2 separate regions of the Hordeum vulgare genome follow, and region 1 is linked to region 2. Evidence: chromatin contacts called from public Hi-C data. All regions are on one chromosome and are shown on one strand. The core of a region is the stretch at or near the end of the contact, and the rest is flanking DNA. Distances in the headings are between cores, read along the strand shown.

Region 1 (2,700 bases), core at 107-2,606, 570 kb before region 2:
CAGATTAGGCGTTGACCGACTCACAAGCTGAATGAATGGAAGGAGTCATATCATCTCGATGTATGGGGTGTGCCGCTCATCGTACTGCATTACAGACGATGCCCCATGATACCGGATCTTCGAGGGCGTAAGCTCCTGCAAACAGATAGGAGAAGAAGATATCAAGTGCTTATTACATTTTCAAGTGCTTATTAAATACATGTTTTTTTATCATATGATCTACTTACCATTTTCTTCTCCGACATGAAATAGGCCCGGTGTTCAACGTCATAAACATTATTCACAAGCCACACCATCCTACAAATCACAAAAAAAATACTCATATTCAAAAAATTACTCATCTACATATCCTAACTACTCAAATCCTAAGAACTCATATGAATCTACTCATATACTAACTACTAAAATCCTAAGAACTCATATGAATCTACTCATATCCTAACTACTCAAATCCTAAGAACTCATATGAATCTACTCATATACTAACTACTAAAATCCTAAGAACTAATATCCTAACTACTCATATCAATCTAGTCATATATTAACTATTAATACTAACTACTAATATGAATCTACTAATATACTAACTACTCATATCCTAACTAGTCAAATCCTAAGAACCTACTCAAATCAATCTACTCAACAAAAACCTATTCCACTTGGATATAAGGATGGGAAACGGAAGAGATTACCTAGTAGCCAACCTTGGGGGATCAATCCAAGGAAGAAATCACCAGATCTGAAGGAGATGGGGGAGGGGATTAGGGATTCGAAGAGAGCCAGCCGTCGCCGTTGCTGTTTCTGTTTGAATGAGGGAGGGGAATGGGGAGGGGGTGGGGAGGGGGGCTGGCCCGTAGCCTGTTAAGTCAATGTGTGGCGCCTAAGCGTTCGGCGCCACACATTACAATGTGTGACGCCTGAGGCTTAGGCGTCACATGGCCTGGGGGATGGGCCCTCTCTGCCAGATGGTCGGGGGGTGTGGCGCCGAACGGCTAGGCGTCACACAGTGTAGTGTGGCGCCTAGGTGTCGGACGCCATACAAAAGGGTCAGCCGAGTGACATATTTTCCCCGAAGGGTCACTCCGTGAGTTTTTTCTTTCTAGGGATCATTTTTGTCAATTTTACCTTGTGCACGCGAGGGAAAGCCTGTTCTCTTCTGTTTGGTGGGGCCCGGAACTGCCCACCAACAAACAGGAGCCCATCAATTCCTTCATCCCTGCCCTGCTCTGCGCTTCTGGGCAGCACCAAATCTGCACGTAACGTGTCGATTTTTTTTTTTTTTTTTTTGAAAACGTAACGTGCCGATTGAGCGTGTTGGCCGTGGCAAAAAGCAAGACCAGAAGGGAGGGAGAGGGGGGGAGGGGAGATAAAGAGAGAGAGAGAGAGAGTTGAGAAACGCAAAGAGGACGGAGAAGGGGAGGAGAGGGCGAGGCGTGATTCGGAAGAGGAGAGGAGAGGAGAGGGCGAGGCGTGATTGGGAAGAGGAGAGGAGAGGAGAGGGCGAGGCCATGGGGAAGGAGAGATTGAGCCTGACGCTGGAGAGGTACCACAGCTTCTTCGTCGATCCCTACGGCACGCGCCTCACCAGCGTCCACCTCAACAACGTACGTGCTTGCTAATCCATCTCATCTGCTTGTTTAGTTTTGGTTCCAACTTCCTTTTTTGATCGTTGATCTTTTCTTTTTCAAACTCCGGTCGTCGATGTTCTTGAGTGTATGACGCCGCTGTTTTTCTTTCATATACTTTTGTAGGGATTATCTTCTTCTTTTTACAATGTGCCTTAACTGAATCTCCCTTTCATTTTTAACTAACTCACAAAAACAGCACAGTAGTAATGAATATTGTTCTTGATTCTTCTTCTTCTTGTTCCATTTTTGTTAACCGAATCTGGATGTCCTCTCCCTGCGTATCATGTGATGTGTTTCTTTTCTGCGTGCGTCTGCTTGCAGATCTTCTACATGCATGGTTTCACCAGGCTCCACCGCGCCACCAAGGTTTTTCCTCCATCTATCTATGCATTCGCCTTTTGCTTTTCTCCGCTGCTGGTGTGATTGACGGGATGGAGTTGCCCTTGCAGCCCGAGATCATGGACCACATGGTGGGGGAGGTCGACCTGCAGCCGCCGCGCCGCTCCACGCTGCACCTGCACAGCGCCGCGCTCGCGCCGCCCTCCGCCGCGCGCATCGCCGCCGCACAGGCCGCGGCCGACGTCGACGCCATCGGCTGGGCGGAGTGCCCCATCGGCTGCGTCACCGCCTTCTCCGCCTTCGCTGACACGCCGGACCCGGTGGAGCCCATGCCCCCGCCCGCCCACCACATACTCGCGCTGGCGGTGCGCCTGCGCCGCCCGCGTTCCAAGAGGACGCGCACCTCCCCCTACCAGCGCCCTGCCGCCTCCAACACGGCCAAGGTGAAGGAGGAGGTGGTCATGGAAGAGGAGTGTGAGGAGATGTCGTCGGCGGCGCCGTCGACTCCGCCGCGATGGATGCGCTCCCCTACACCGCCACCTCCGCCTCCGTCGCCCACGCCGCGGCCACAGACCGTGGTGCCTCCGCCTTCGTCGCCGTGCAGGGGCCAGCCTGAGTTGGAGCCGATCCTCTCCCCACCACCAGGCTTCGGCTCGCCGACGGGACGCCGGCCTACGTCGGAGCTGATCCTCCACACACTACCACCACCAGGCTTCGCCTCGCCGCCGGAACG
Region 2 (2,700 bases), core at 66-2,565:
CATTGGGGTGATGGGGTCAATTTGCAAGATAGTTCCAGTTGGGCACATCACAGAGGATTCAATCAAAAATCTAGAATGACTTCCTACATTTTCTACCGGATTGTAAGAATAATTCAAGAAATTATATTCTGACATGAATAACGTGTGTTAATGAAAGCTAAATACTTAACAATCAGAAAAAATTAACCCTTATAGGTGCTCCCAGTGCATTCTTTTTCGTTTCAGAAACACCGAGTTTAACATACAGACGAACGAATTATAGTTAAGACAGTCCAATCCACGAATGGCATATTAACCAAAAATAGTAATAATACACTTGGCATATTAAAGATATTAAAATAACCACATGTGCATTATTTATGTTGACACATAAGCCTCTAGAGGACGAACCACATGCCCTGCATTGCTCACATGGTATAATTTTTCTACTAGTCGGTTTAGCAAAGTGAGGTGATGACGCGCAAACCTGCCAAATGTATGGATTTTCTCCCTGTGTGGCTTGGCATCCCCTTTCATAAGCCGCTCTAGCTTTGTCAAACCTCGACTGTTTGCTGTAAAGCTTCCCAAGCGCGACGTATGGGCGCCCGTCTTCAGGCCAATACAGCATACACTGGATCAGAATTCAGAAAGGGGTCGTTAGCTTAGAGCAACCAAAACAATTAGGCACTTGATCATCATCCTAAACAATACTACTAGCATTTTAGAGCACAATGTGGCCTCATTATCCCTCGTTGTATTTCAGTGAGATGTCATGCTAGTAGGAGTATTATTTTGGATGCATGCAGAATTGCAGACGCAGTGCTTATGGAATTCCGGTGAATGCTGTGCTGTAGGTGCGCACTACCTTGTTGAGGAGCTTCTCGGCTTCCGCGAACTCGTACTTCCTGGTGTGCACCTTGGCGCGGTGGAGCCAGAGCTCGAGGTTGATGGGCAGCGGGCGCTCAGCCGTGGCGGCGGGCTCGCCCATGGCCGGCTCGAAGAGCGGGACCTTCTTGGCAATCTCCTCCATTCTCCTGTCGAAGGGCCCCTCCCCGTCCCGCTCGGGCCCTCCCCCTGCCGCGGCAGCTGCGTCAACGGGCCTCCCGCGGCGTAGGCGGAGGGAGAAGAGCGCGGCGGCGGATGAGGCCTTGGCGGTGGCAGGGCCCGGGAGGGGCGGGGGAGGCGGCGAGGACGAGAAGAGCCGCATCGCCATGGCGCTGGCTGGAGCGCGACGCGGTGCTCTGGTCGGAGCAGCTAGCGGGGCAGGCGAGGCCGGGGCGCGGCTTAGTGAGGGAGGGGGTGCGAAGTTTACGGGATTGCCCGCGCGCGTGTGGTGCTGTTGACGCCGTGGGCGGAGCTGCGGGGGCAGAAGGGGGAGGCGGGGATGCGGGAAGCCGTTGGAGAGGCCCAGAGCGCGCCACGTCGCCGAGAGTGAAGGTCGGTGTTTTTTGAGTCTCACCGGACCGGACCGGCAAAACCTCTCTGGGACGAGCGCTTCACCTCGGCGTGCGATTGGACACGAGGCGGGATGCCCGTCTTGTGTTTTCGAAAGGAGAAGATATATAGTTACGCAAGAAAATGATTGTGGCCCGGGGAGGACGATTTCAATGTTTTCATTATTTTTACGTAGTTTAGCCCGATCTAAACTCATTTACGAAAACAATAGATGGATTTGACCTTTTGTCTTATCGTCAACCGCTATGACGGTAGGTATTAACATCCTACTGCCACAGACGGTGGTTGTAGGGTCGTTTGACTCCGTTAATCTATACCTATCTTTACCTAATAATAAAGAGGCTATCGCTTCCGTCGGAAAACCCACCGAGGTGATTTTATAAAAAAACTCTTACTGTTTATACATTAAACTCGTAGTATATATTAAATATTTTTTTTAAATACTCATATCTTTTAATCTTTACCTAATAATAATAAAGAGGCTATCGCTTCCGACGGAAAACCTACGAGGTGATTTTACAAAAAAGCTTTTACTATTTCTGACATTAAACTCGTAGTATATATTAAATACTTTTTAAAATACTCATATCTTTTAATCTTTACCTAATAATAAAAAGGCTATCGCTTTCGTCGGAAAACCCACCGAGGTGATTTTATAAAAAAGCCCTTACTGTTTATGACATTAAACTCGTAGTATATATTAAATATTTTTTTTAAATACTCATATCTTTTAATCTTTACCTAATAATAAAGAGGCTATCGCTTCCGTCGGAAAACCCACCAAGGTGATTTTACAAAAAAGCCCTTACTGTTTATGACATTAAACTTGTAGTATATATTAAATATTTTTTTAAATACTCATATCTTTTAATCTTTACCTAATAATAATAAAGAGGCTATCGCTTCCGTCGGAAAACCCACCGAGGTGATTTTACAAAAAAGTCCTTACTGTTTCTGACATTAAACTCGTAGTATATATTAAATATTTTTTAAAATACTCATATCTTTTAATCTTTACTTAATCTATACCTAATAATAAAGCGGCTATTGCTTCCGTCGGAAAACCCACCGCGTCATTTTTATAAAAAACCCCTGTAATTTTTGTTATTCAACCCGCGCTTCATCATTTATCTGCAACGCAAAAGGAAAAAACGATTCGCTGCAAAAATTATACCCGTACGCATCGCCTCCTCCCGTCGACCCTGGGTCACCCTCGTCTGTGCCCAGGCCGCCGCCACACCACTCGCCGCTGCGGCCGACCTCAAC

Evidence for each region. A called contact is a pair of places that touch in the nucleus more often than the background predicts.
Region 1: a Hi-C map of leaf shows a contact between it and region 2, with 5 times the contacts expected there. The contact joins the promoter of LOC123446554 here to the promoter of LOC123448814 in region 2. A contact is called at or near these places in 3 of 6 Hi-C or Micro-C datasets (leaf and seedling).

What each region holds. Positions count from the first base shown.
Region 1 is chr4H:426,937,325-426,940,024 of MorexV3_pseudomolecules_assembly, reverse strand. LOC123446554 (extensin-like) reads left to right here and starts at 1,356. Exons shown (of 3, transcript XM_045123126.1): 1 at 1,356-1,604; 2 at 1,950-1,994; 3 at 2,078-2,700. The coding sequence starts at 1,509.
Region 2 is chr4H:426,366,745-426,369,444 of MorexV3_pseudomolecules_assembly, reverse strand. It overlaps LOC123448814 (protein high chlorophyll fluorescent 107), which reads right to left and starts at 1,315. Exons shown (of 8, transcript XM_045125833.1): 1 at 845-1,315; 2 at 467-610. The coding sequence starts at 1,192.